Linked DNA regions of Mus musculus: all the other regions are linked to region 4. Evidence: chromatin contacts called from public Hi-C and HiChIP or PLAC-seq data. All regions are on one chromosome and are shown on one strand. Each heading gives the region's core, a stretch centred on a gene start, on an enhancer-like site or on the middle of the called end of the contact. The rest is flanking DNA. Distances are from core to core; before and after follow the strand shown. Region 1 holds the start of Dgkh (diacylglycerol kinase, eta). Region 2 overlaps Vwa8 (von Willebrand factor A domain containing 8). Region 3 overlaps Vwa8 (von Willebrand factor A domain containing 8). Region 4 overlaps Vwa8 (von Willebrand factor A domain containing 8).

The links. Hi-C and Micro-C count contacts between places; a contact is called where the count stands out from the background. HiChIP or PLAC-seq counts read pairs in DNA pulled down with a chosen protein or histone mark.
Region 1: a contact with region 4 is called in an H3K4me3 HiChIP or PLAC-seq map of bone marrow-derived macrophages, with 4 times the contacts expected there. The contact joins the promoter of Dgkh here to the enhancer-like site in region 4. A contact is called at or near these places in 10 of 484 Hi-C or Micro-C datasets (CD4 T cells, CD8 T cells, the N1E-115 cell line and 6 more), 5 of 115 datasets of contacts at active chromatin or transcription factors (bone marrow-derived macrophages, embryonic hindbrain, large pre-B cells and 1 more) and 3 of 9 other capture datasets (adipose tissue, liver and pancreatic islet).
Region 2: a contact with region 4 is called in a Hi-C map of uterus, with 4 times the contacts expected there. The contact joins two enhancer-like sites. A contact is called at or near these places in 2 of 484 Hi-C or Micro-C datasets (bone marrow-derived macrophages and uterus) and 1 of 9 other capture datasets (embryonic stem cells).
Region 3: a contact with region 4 is called in an H3K27ac HiChIP or PLAC-seq map of neural progenitor cells, with 5 times the contacts expected there. The contact joins two enhancer-like sites. A contact is called at or near these places in 4 of 484 Hi-C or Micro-C datasets (Th1 cells, bone marrow-derived macrophages, cerebral cortex and 1 more), 3 of 115 datasets of contacts at active chromatin or transcription factors (embryonic stem cells, large pre-B cells and neural progenitor cells) and 1 of 9 other capture datasets (embryonic stem cells).

What each region holds. Positions count from the first base shown.
Region 1 is chr14:78,731,062-78,734,254 of GRCm38.p6, forward strand. It overlaps Dgkh (diacylglycerol kinase, eta), which reads right to left and starts at 1,668. Exons shown (of 30, transcript NM_001081336.2): 1 at 1,297-1,668. The coding sequence starts at 1,356.
Region 2 is chr14:79,082,449-79,085,294 of GRCm38.p6, forward strand. Vwa8 (von Willebrand factor A domain containing 8) reads left to right here. Exons shown (of 45, transcript NM_027906.1): 28 at 325-463. Among named protein-coding and RNA genes, the nearest start is that of Gm30970, 51 kb to the right of the region's middle. Within about 2 kb of position 1,368, at least 4 of the 459 cell types and tissues checked have an H3K27ac peak or open chromatin away from gene starts, as enhancers often do. A contact at or near this core is called in uterus, where this site is marked.
Region 3 is chr14:79,105,264-79,108,331 of GRCm38.p6, forward strand. The region is part of intron 37 of Vwa8 (von Willebrand factor A domain containing 8); the gene reads left to right. Gm30970 (a long non-coding RNA gene) reads right to left here. Exons shown (of 2, transcript XR_383637.4): 2 at 1-1,974. Among named protein-coding and RNA genes, the nearest start is that of Gm30970, 28 kb to the right of the region's middle. Within about 2 kb of position 1,813, at least 33 of the 459 cell types and tissues checked have an H3K27ac peak or open chromatin away from gene starts, as enhancers often do. A contact at or near this core is called in neural progenitor cells, where this site is marked.
Region 4 is chr14:78,899,679-78,902,758 of GRCm38.p6, forward strand. The region is part of intron 2 of Vwa8 (von Willebrand factor A domain containing 8); the gene reads left to right. Among named protein-coding and RNA genes, the nearest start is that of Vwa8, 52 kb to the left of the region's middle. Within about 2 kb of position 1,358, at least 144 of the 459 cell types and tissues checked have an H3K27ac peak or open chromatin away from gene starts, as enhancers often do. A contact at or near this core is called in CD8 T cells, Sertoli cells, bone marrow-derived macrophages and 3 more, where this site is marked.

The DNA of each region.
Region 1 (3,193 bases), core at 418-2,917, 170 kb before region 4:
CCTAGCATTCAGCACCCAAAAAGCACTACACATGACTTGGAGCTTCCCGCTGTAAGTGGTGGAAGCTGATAGGATTTTATTTAGTAAAGTTCAAAACAGGTCGCTGGATTTCATTCCCAATGATCTTAAATGTCAAGACTGAATGAATTGTATTTTTAACCAAGAATAGCTTACTCCCTAATGATGATCGCAATAGAACACGAACAGATGGGCTACCTAACGTGCAAACTCACAAAAGCAAAAGCAGTTGCAGATGGATCAAAGTCGAAGGACACTCCTGAAAGGTCAGGAAGCAGGAGGCAGCGAATCGTACCCTGGCAAACCGGCTGGAAGTCTATGGGTAAGAAAAGGAGAAGCAAGCCTGGCACCTGACCTACAAGCTCTCAACAGGCAGAGGGCCCGCCTGAGCAGACTCAGGAAGTCCCTGGGAAAACATCATCAGAACAGCACCGCAGCAAGGATGAAGCCAGAAATTTTGGACCAGGCTTTTGAGACGGTTCACAACGTCAATCAAAAAGGACTAAGAAATACGTAGATAGGGTATGCAGAGCCAAAATTCATTGCCCACTCAAGATTACAAGGGTCTACGCAGGACGGGGATTCCTGGGAGGAATCCCTGAAGGGATGGATGGATAACAGACGGCTCAGTTTGAGGTGCAAGAAATAAGTTAAAGGAGTTTAGGGAATAAATCCAAAGACCTCGACTCTTCTCACACGCAACACTCTGAGCCCCTAAAGTGACTCAATCTACGCGTGGCGTGTGCTGTGAGATCCAGGCGAAAGCGAAGTTAGCCGGTGGCTGGATCCCGGTCCAGGTCCCCTGACCCTCGGAACTGTTCAGGGCAGCCGCGGCCACTCGAGTCGGAGGCGTGGCTCTGGGCTTCTGGCAGCCACCAGCCTCCACAGGCGGCGGTCCTTGGGAACCTGCGTGCCCAGGTGACTGCCAGGGCGCGGTCAAGAGGTGAGCCCCGTCTCCTCCCGGCGCCACCCGCTGACCGCGCAACCCCGTCGCCTCCACTCCCCGGGCCGCCGCGCCACACTCGGGAATGAAGTGCAAAGTTGGGAAAAGGATGAAGCGCGGAAACGGTCCTCTAAGGACCGTCGCCAGAGGCCGACCGGACAAAGGCGCTTCGGGCGGCGAGCAAGGAGGAGCCCGGGCGCCGGAGGAAGCGCTGCCCCGGCTGGGAAGCAGCTGGGGACCTCATCCCGGACCGCTTCCTGAACGGAACATGGGCCGGGAGGGGGAGGCAGGGAGCAAGGACAAGCGGGAGGGGTGGGCGCGGGCGCGGTACCCACCGGTTCCTCCCAGGCCGGGCTCTGGGCTCCAAGCACGGGGCGCACGTGCTGAGGCTCCATCGCGCCGGCCCGCGCCCGCTGGCCGCCGGGGCGCACGGACACCGGCCCCCGCTGCCGCTGCCGCTGCCGCCGCCGCTGCCGCCGCCGCTGCCTGCGCCTCCCTCGCTGGGATCGCTGTCGCTGCCGCCGCCGCTGCCTGCGCCTCCCTCGCTGGGATCGCTGTCGCTGCCGCCCTGGCTCCTGCCCGGGGCCAGCCACGGGCCCTCCCGCGTTCTCTGGCTTCCGCCGCGCTCGCCCGCCCCCGCGCCGGTCCCTTCCTCCGCCACCGCCTCCGCAGCCGCCTGAGTCCCGCTCCACGGCGCGGCGGCGAGCGCTCGGCTCCTCAAGCCGCCGCCGCCTCCCACGGCCGCAGAATCCGCCCCTCTCTCTCTCCTGTCTCCGCCTCCGACTCCCTCCCCTTTTCTCCCGCCGTCCGCCCCTCCCCCAGCGGCCCCTCCCGGCGGGCGGCCCGGGACGCACGTGACCCCCCTGCCAGGCCATATAAGGCGCGGAACCGAAAGCAGCCACCGGGTGGTCACGGGCACCGGGCAGTGGTGCGGCTAAAAGAGGCAACCGCGCCGCGGGGCCCGGATCGCCAGAAGAATCGGGGGATGTCGGGGATGAGTAGCTTGCGCCGGACGAGCGGAACCTGGCACCCTTTCCCCTTGGCATCCCTCGCCACGGGTGCCTGTAGCCCCCGACGGCCGCCTCGGGAGCTAAACCTGGAGCCAATTGCCCAGGACAGTACCTGGCTTCAACAGAGCGAGGCTGCGCTTCGCACCCCTGAGCCACTCCCAAGCACCTATTCCGGCAGCTGAGATGTCTGGCTGGGCTGTCTGGGGAGCCCTGCTTTTGTTCATTTTCTATGGCTGAAAGATTTCGTGGAAAGAAAACCAGCTAAGGAGCCGGTCTGTGGTCCGCTGTGAGCGCTCTGCTCAAATTAGGGACAGGGGCAGTTCCGAGAGAGAGCTCAAATGTCAACTGTCTCTCCTGCTGCTCTCCGGGAAAAAGAAAATGAAAATTGCAACAAGCAATTTTTTAAATCATCTTTCCTGAAATCATCTTTACTGGCAGTGAAGATGGTTTCCATCTAGTTGCAAACCGAGCAGTGACTGCATTTGCATGGGTCATTTCCTCTCTCGTGGACTTCAGACTCCTGCCAGCACCATCTTCTGGCCCTTAGTCTGGTAGACAGATGAATTCACACGTTTTGAAACCGAAAAATCAAAACACTACTTGATCCAGCATGCTCCCACGTCATACTAATTTCCGAGGCTAATATTCCGCTGAAGCTACACTCATAAAGGTCACCTAAGGATTGTGGAGAGAGCTAAGCCACTGGATGGTTTCCAGCCCTCACTTTCTATAACTTGACTGACTAAATTTGCATTCCTGAATCTCTCCTTTAAATGGGCCCTTGGACTGTTGGGTCTTCTTTGTTAGTGACTATGCTTTGTTCAGTGGCCTCCAACCTGCTGCCTAAATAGCCTGTCCTTCATTTACTTTGAATGAGGTTTAAGTGGGGTGAGTGAGCAGTCTGACCATGCTGCGTTTACCTCAGCCCTGGGATCACAGCTGAACACTGGGGCTCACTCAAAACCAGCCCTTCATTCCATCTAGGTGAGCATTCTACCTGCCGACTGAGCTATCCCAGACCGGAAGCGAACTTCTCTTTTTCAAGCATATTGTTACTTTTTTTTTTTTTGACTTTTCTTTTTCACTTAGGTGTCTGTGTCTGTGTGTGGGTTTGCGCATATGAGTGCGAATTCTCATGGAGGCCAGAAGCATCCAGTAAGTATCCCTGGAGCTGGAGTTAGGAGGCACCCAGTGTGGGTGCTCCAAACCAAACGCCCTGTCC
Region 2 (2,846 bases), core at 118-2,617, 180 kb after region 4:
TTTTGCTGGCTTGAGCAACTCTGGGTCTTTTTCTATTTGGAGGGCAAAATGGGTTCTTGGTTTAGGAAGAAATGTAGTCATAAGAAATCTTATAGTGCTTTAGACACGGCATACTTCATTAAAGTAAATGAAAGAGAAATGTAATGAGCCCCAGCATGAGAAAGCACTCATGAAGGTAAGCATATGGTATTACTATAGTTTTAGGTGCCATGCCAAACGATAAAGTCGAGTATGTCAAGATATTAGATCATGAAATATTGTATTCTGGAACAGCTGTTTTAGCGACTACCCAATGCCTTCACTAAGACCGTGGCTTTGTTATAGGGCCCAGTACTTGTGAACATGGAAAAGTACCCAATAGAAAAACATGAAGCGAGATTCCTAAGCTTTACTGAAGAGTGTACGTCCTGGAAGTTTCCATTGGATGAAGTCAATTTAATCTGTGACATCGCTGTATCACATGGTATGTCCATTGATTCCTTTGGTCTTTTCCCCCCTGCACTGATTTAAAATCAGAGGGATTACAGTAATCCTGAGGCATCAAGAACTCTGTGAGAGACACGGTTGGTGACTTGGTGGATCCAGATAGCAATTATATATAATTTAGAACTAATGTCCTCTTAACAGCCCCACAAAATGCGATTGTGGACCCCACATAAGCATTGCTGGGTTGGTTTGTAGATGTCTGTTTCTCATTACAGTCATAGCACAAAGTTAAATATACCCAGGCATGTGCTGAAATCAGAAAGAAAGAAGAGGAAGGAGAAACATTGGATTTGAGGAGGGAGGCTGGGGTTCCAGTTTGCCACCTCCCATCATTATCAGGGATGCAGGTAAAGGGTGGGAATGGTTGGTTTCTGCACTTGGGGGCTGCTGCCACCGTTGGCTCATTTGTGCCTTGGACCCTGGGTACCTTTGTACAGATGTTCTGCAGGTGCTGTCGGTTACTAAAAAGGTAAGTACAAACTGGTAGAAGGCCAGGGCAGCTGCTAACCTGACTGAGATGCAGTCACTGAGGTGAGTAAGTCTGGATCTTGCTTTTGTTGCTGTAAGTTCTATGGTTGTCATTTAGTCCTCACCTCACGTCAGCCACCTTGAATAAACGTTTGAGACTGACTGTGTTATTGTTTGTTGGTGGTAAAGGACAGGTGCTCTTCTCAGGAGATGTTGCGTTCACGGGTCAAGAGAGAGAAAGTCTGAGTCAGTAGATGAAGGTCAGACTTTGGTGCTTGTGATGGGCGGTGACCCTGTTAACGCACACCTGTCGGGAGCAAATTACCTGCCAGGATTTTTAAACTTGCTCTCGCTCCTCTGTTCTGAGCACAGTGCTTCAGGTTGCTCCAGCAGGCAGTCGCAGTTGGCCTTGAAAATGACTCATTTGCTTCTCCTGATAAAATGTAACCCTTTCCTCTCAGGGTGAAGCACATCTGCAAACTTTTCCCCCTTTGTTTTTATCCTTCTCTTTTTCTTAAACCTATTCTTCATTTTTTAGAGAAAACAGCACTTTCTTGGGAGGGAGGTGGAGTAAATTACATATCTATGTGTTTGAGCCAGCGACCCGAAAGTACTTAAAGTTGAGAACAATTAAAAATCATGCGGTGTGTATTTCTGCCACTGCTCCTCCTGTGTCCCTCTCATATGCACAAAAGTGCTCGTAACATGTTAAATTGAACTTATTTTTGTTCATAATGGGTGCATTTAAAAGGCCCATAAGGGACAAATTCTACTATCCTGACTGATACTTGGAATTGCTACAGCATAGTTCATATCAGCTCTTAAATAACAGGCCAGATATGGTGGCACACATCTTTAATCCCAGCATTCAGAAGACAGAGGTGGCTCTCTGTGAATTCAAGGCCAGCTTAGTCCACATAGTGAGTTGCAGAACAGTCAGAGCTACATAGTGAGACCCATAATCAGCCTCCAAAAGCAGACACCATTGCATACGCCAGCAAGATTTTGCTGAAAGGACCCAGATATAGCTCTCTCTTGTGAGACTATGCCGGGGCCTGGCAAACACAGAAGTGGATGCTCACAGTCAGCTATTGGATGGAACACAGGACCCCCAATGGAGGAGCTAGAGGAAGTACCCAAGGAGCTATAGGGGTCTGTAACCCAATAGGTGGAACAACAATATGAACTAACCAGTACCCCCAGAGCTCGTGTCTCTAGCTGCATATGTAGCAGAAGATGACCTAGTCGGCCATCATTGGAAAGAGAAGCCCCTTGGTCTTGCAAACTTTATATGCCTCAGTACAGGGGAACACCAGGGCCAAGAAGTGGGAGTGGGTGGGTAGGGGAGTGTGTGTGTGGGGGAGAGTATGGGGGACTTTCGGGATAGCATTTGAAATGTAAATGAAGAAAATACCTAATAAAAAATTGGGAAAAAAAAAGACCCTATCTCAGAAACGAAATAATAATAAGCTTCCTTCTTCCTCCTCTTCCTCTCCCTCATCCTTTTCCTTTTTTTCAGACAGGGTCTCACTGTGTTGCCAAGGCTGTCCTGTTATTTGCTATGTGGACCAGACTGGCTTCAAACTCCTAGCAATCCACCTGCCACTGCCTCCCAATGGCTTGCCCCACCATGCGCAGCCTGGTGGCTGTGTTCCTCATTGATGTTACTTTAGTTATTTAAATTTAGCATATCACTTGATGTACTTTTCTCGTGCGTATCTATTTATTTTAGAACTGATATTTTGGGCACACTTGTGTAAATCTTTTAGGTATGGCTTGTACACGTATGCGATCCAGACTTTCTTGCATTGGACCAAATTTCACTCCATCTCACAGTCTTCCTTTTTATCTAATTTGACATTAAGGAAATGTGATTGCGGTAAAATTAATAA
Region 3 (3,068 bases), core at 563-3,062, 210 kb after region 4:
AGGCAGAACTCTGCATTCAAGGCCAGCTTGGTCTACAGGGCAAGTTCCAAGACAGCCAGGGTTACACAGAGAAAAAAACAAAAACAAAGGAGAGGAAGGGAGGGAGGGAGAGAAGGACGGAGGGAGGGGAAAAGGAGAGAGAGGAGAGGGAAGGAAAAGAAAATATCGGTGACCTAAATTAAGCCTCTTATTTCTTTTTCTGAAAGAATCTTTACTTACAATTTTAATAATGGTTCTTGGCTGTTTAAAACATAGCCCATCTCTCTGTGCTTTAATCTGCAGCTCTTTCAGTCCCAGGGCTTTTCTGGACATATTAAGAACCTTTGCTGTCCCGGCTCCCTACTTTACTAATGGGTACACACAATTGATGTCTTCTTTTCTGCTCTGTCTTGTCTAAGCTGAATGACACTGGTAACTGAAGCTAGATAGTTAAGCTATCTAACTTAAGACCATCGCCTATGGCTACATCCGAGACCCCAGTGGTGGCCCTGTCTCTCTGGACTTTGTGAAGAATGGAGAGTATGCCTTGGAGAGAATGGGGGTCACCTATGCTGCCCAGGTTCACCTGAAGTCTCCCTTTGACCCTGACAACAAGCGGGTGAAGGGAATCTATTGATAGGATGCAGGTGGAGGCTAAAACTGCTCAGGCCACTGGCAACGGCCACGCTCCCCACACTGCCTGCAGACTCCTGCACTGCACACACAGCCTTGTGTCCTGAGACCCAGGACAAAGCACAGACTTCCCCACCCTTAGCCTTGACAAGGAAGGGAACTGAGACAGGGAGCAGGAAGATTTGGTGGCAGGCTGCACACACTCTTTACCGGGTTGTTCCAGGTAGTTTGGGGCCACAAACTTGAGCGTCTCATCCATGAGGATCACAGGCAAGGAGATTTTCAGCACCATCAGCCACTGGGTCAGATTCAGCGGTGTGATCTGGAAAATGAGTGGCAAAGGTACCACGTAGAGGATCAAGAAGTGAAGTGACATGGACAAGCAGATGGAGCCCACGAGCCAGATATTCTCCCAGGGGGGCATCCTCAGCAAAGACTGGTTTTCAGACAAGCTGTTGAGGGCATTACACATCTCTATGGTTACTAGAACAGAAAGTGCCATTGTCATTGGATATGGGGACTCAAAGCAAACGAGCAAAATTATCTCAAGGACAACCAAAATATTATTATATGAACTTCCTCTAATCAAGTGTTTCTCAGAAATGTATAGCTTCATGTCCTCAGCTCAAAGTTCAGCAAGCAGACATAAGACACACTTAGTAATAAAGCAATACAAATTGGAACTAAGTGGTGTTTTGATGGGGAAACTCCCATGCCAGCATGCTGCTTTTACTCCATTGTCCCTCGATCTGTGGGATGGACAGGAAGTGTGCGCACTTGGACCATCAGGTAGAAAAACAACTTGAGAGTGTGCATCCTCAGGCTAAGTGGCCACAGTGAATTCTCAAAGTAGTCTACCACTGTTTGTGGCTTTTGGTCAAATTCCTTGGTAAATAATGAGGCAGAATACTAGTTGCTCTATTTAGGCCCACTCTGTTGTGATTCACAAGTAGACTGTACAGCCAAGTCTAAGAGTCGTTGCCAGTAATAAGAAGTAAGGCTTGTCCTCTACAGTTCCCTTCCTCGTCAACCTGCAAGCTGCGTCATCAGTGGACTCTTCACTCAGAAGGGTTCTGCTCCTGGTTTTGGAGCCTGGGAAATCTGTCTTACAGAAGTAGCGGGGAAAGATACCTAGTTCCTATTGCCCTACTTCTGGGTGCCAGCAGCTTTCCTCCGACTCTGGTGAAGTGCCCGCATCGCCATCTAGTGGCGATCAGGTATACTACACATTATTGAAATGAATGCTCACCTTTGTACGCCAGCACTTGGGAAGTCAGCCTTCTGCTTGGGAGATTTCCACAGTCCCTTGTGTGGCTTCTGTTGGGTAGTGGAAGCTCCTTTATTTAGGTCAGCAGTGATGGCCTGGAAAACAATCTTTCAAGCCATCTGCTTCATCTTTCCGTGATTCTTCTGAGTATAGCAGACTGACTGTCCTCAGACACACAGACAATTAGCTGCGCTGTCCTTGCTGTCTTTGCTGCCTCCTGCTGTCAAGCAGCATTAGCTTAGAAGACAGACTTGTTTGAGTTTTCGTTAGTGAATTCCCCGCTATATTTTCAAATGATAACACAGGGAGAGCTTACTGAACTCTTTGTATAACTTATGTTCATTAATTTGACACTCTGACGAAGAATATGCATTTTTCCTATAGTTAGAACAACTATAACAATAAATTCAAGTATCACTACAACTGGAGTCCCTAGACTCGAGAGTTATTACTTTTAGTCTATATTTTTAAAACCATGGGCTATTATAAGCCAAAACTCACCTAGTTATATTCTCAATGTTGCTTCATTTTTTTATTGTATTACATTTTTATTCTTCTAAACAATTCTATTAAATATACTCCATTTTCCTCAAAAAATCAAATCTGCAAAGCTGTCAATGACTGTTCTCATGAGAAAAGGTTGACCGATAGTAGCTTCAGATGTCACTTTCTAATAGCAGCAGGAAGTTCAGAAAGCAGACCCCATATGGCACTGCTGGAGTCTGAAGAGTGCTCACTTAACCGTGAACTTTAAAATGGATGGACTGTCCTGAGTCATCACTGCACGGGACTAGAACACACATGCGCAGCAGTCAGGACTGTGCTCAGTACACACGGGAGGCACACACTCGGTGTTGAGACAGCAAGAGATGCCCAGAAAAAAGCACAGAAGAAAGACACTCTGGGACTATGAATACATGTAGTTTATTGTATATAGATAGGTGCGTTTCTGTTGCTGTGATAAAATACCCCGACCAGGGCAACTTACGAAAGAAAGTGTTCAACTGGGCTCATGGTTCTGGAGGGTTAGGGTCCCCGAGAGCAGGAACAGCTGACCACTCACATCTAAGCCACAGCAGGAGCTGTGACACTGGGGGTGGCTGGAAGCTCTTTAAACCTCAAAGCCCAGCCCCAGTGGCACACTTCCTCCAACGACATCACACCTCCCAATCCTTCCCAAACAGTTCCA
Region 4 (3,080 bases), core at 108-2,607:
AGCCCCATATCCTATGTTGTAAATAGCGAGGACTTACTTGGGCTTTGAATGCCTTGTTTTGTATCCCCACCTCCATGAACAGATTGACACATGCAGGTAGAGGGGACAGTTGCAGTGAGGAGTCTCGTGGCACTTCCTTTATAATCTCTGAATATATTGGAGGATGATCTGACTCCTGGTAGGCCTGGGTTTAGGTCTTTCTGAGTAATTTTTCTAATAATGTGAATGAGTGTTTTGCTTGTATGTATATATGTGTAGTATATGCATGCCTGGTGCCCGTGAAGATCATAAAAGTTAGAGCTCCTAGAATTATAGTTGCAGATGGTTGTTAGACACCATGTGGGTGCTGGGATTGAATCCTGGTCCTCTGCAAGAGCAATAGTAGCGGTAACCACTGAGCTATCTCTTCAAACCCTCTGCATAATTTTTATGGGGGTGATTATGGTGAATAAAGTGCTATGTCACTGGAAAATACTTAACACATGGCTGCAGTAAGTTCTGGGACTCCTTCCGAGTGGACCCTCAGCCCCAACCATCTGTGTCCGCCAGTGCACACTGTGTACCTGCTGCCCAGGCACACAGCAAGGAGAGGGCTCTGCAGGTGAGGACAGACTTTTGCACACTGGGTTTTCACTGACTTGGACTGAACAAGATATTTTGGGAGCTGTAGTGCTCACGGTGGTCATATCTGTCAAAGACTAGCTTTCTTTGGAAAATGAGACCCAGAATGGTTGAAGTGTCCTGCCCAGGAAGCTAAGGACAGGATGAAGAGCCACACTTGGTTTGCTGGCTCCAGATGCTTTCTCTTTCACTACATTACATTGTTTCTTAGAATGCCAAAGCCAAACAATCAACGCTTTCTAAGGGTTTATTATGGGGGTAGTTGAACTATGCTTAATTTTAATTTTAAGTCTTTACATAGATGATAAATTGGCATCTACATGGGGAGAAAAATTATAATTTAGAGCACCCCAATAAAATTAATTTAGAGCTCTTAAATATGACAACACAAGTAGTTAAGTTTTTAAAAGAAAAATCTTGGCTAAGACTTTAGTTAGAAATGTAATTTACCATGACCCAGATGTTTTATCTTCCCAGGCAGAGGGTAGCCTGGACTGTAGATGAAGTCCCACAATAGAGCTTTAACACTGGGTTTTTCTTGGTGGACTCCTGGAGGATAGTGGCATCTTGTACCTGGAGTCAAAGCTAGGGCTTTCTCCCATGCACAGGCCTGCTTATGTTACACTGTGCATGGCAGTTTGGCAGTTTACTTTGCAGATGTTCGTAATGTGCAGCCTTAAATCTTGCTTCTATTTCTGGCATGCTTTTAAGTATGACTCATGTTTCCTTGAGGCTGTCCTAAAAATACTGCTGCTCTGAAGCATTAATGTGAACGACACCACAGGCATCACACAGCACTGCACAGTGCTTGCTTTCTGCAGGGTAAGGCAGCTTCCCAACCAATTAAGAGGGGAAGTGCCATGAAGAATGTGCTGCACTAAAAATATGAGGAAGACAAGTAGGAATTTTATAAAAATATAATGTATAGAAATAGCAGTGACTATTAAATTCTAATAAAGGATGAAATATATCATTAATGTTATAAAATATAACAGAAACAGGATTAATATCCAGAACACCGTTTGATGTAAATGCTACATTTGATGTAGTCCTGTGGTAAGGAGAGTCTTGAGCCTGACGGTGTCAAAAAGCTCCTGGAGGGAGCTGGTGGGATGGTTCAGTGGGTAAACGCGCTCACTGCAGAGTGCCAGTCTGAGTTTAGTTCTCCTGAACCACATAGTGGAAGAAGAGATCTACTCAAGCAAGCTCTCCTCTGATACCTCTCTTTCTCCTCTCTCTCTCTCCTCTCTCTCTCTCTCTCTCTCACACACACACACACAAATACATACATACATACATACATACATACAGACAGACAGACAGACAGACGTGTCAGAAAGGCTTCTGGTGGAGTGTGTGAGACATGATTACTGTGCAGCAAGCTTTGGACTTGAACAACAGAAGTCTGAGTTGGCTTTGACTTAACCACCGTTCTGCAAATGCTGCTACTTTTCAATTATGACGTCTCTTTGCAGAATGGGAGCAAGAACTTGCATAGCTATTACTTTATAAATTGTCAATCTGTGTGCTTATTTCAATTCTCAGTACTCGGTAAAGACAATTATATCTATTAAATAGGTAGTGATATTAAAGGGAGCGTAAATGATTTGATTAAGATCACATAGGTAATAAATACCAGATTTGGGATCTCACGTCTCCCCTTACACAATGCTGCCTGCTGCCCTTTGGGCCTGTTGTGAGATCTAAATGAGAGAGTGCAGAAAAATTACTTGTGTATTTCTTTGCCACATGATAGGTAAGCAATGAATTGCACCATTACTACTTAGTGCATTTTGACATACCGTAGAAAACAGGGCACTGGGAATTGCATACGTCCCTGTGAGTGCTTCTGGGAGTAGCTCCACGTCAGCATGATGCACGTGTGTTGATCAATGGCTTTAGAGGCAGCTGGCAGTCTCAGCAACCCCTTCATCCACTCTTGGGCTCTCTAGTGATTCTTGAGCACACTGGCCAGAACTAACTGGCATGGAATTAACTAAGAAGGCCAGCCTACCTTTTAGCTCTTATCACCCTCCTGCTTCATTTCTCAGGTGTTGGGGGTACACATCAAGCCCCATCGTAACTACTGTTATTGGGGGAAAGATAAAAGTATGGAGACATGGTCTTCAAGAAGATGTGTCGTATATTACCAGTCAGACACTAGATTCAAAAGCTGCTTGGGATGAGGGAGTTATGAGAACCCCCCAGTCCAGTGTCTACCGTACATAAGCACAGGACTGTGGAAGAACTTAGTCACTAGTAACAGGCCTCCCTAGTGGTGTCATCATTTAGAGGGCTGGAGAGACTAAGAGAAAATATATCTCAGGGCTTATTTGTGATTAATTAGGGAGTGTTCATTAACAGTGCTTTCGCAAAAAGAATCTATATGCATTCTCAGTAAGAGTGTCATTAGTCTCTTGGATGGGGTGGACCATGTTGGACATACAGTTAGCATCACT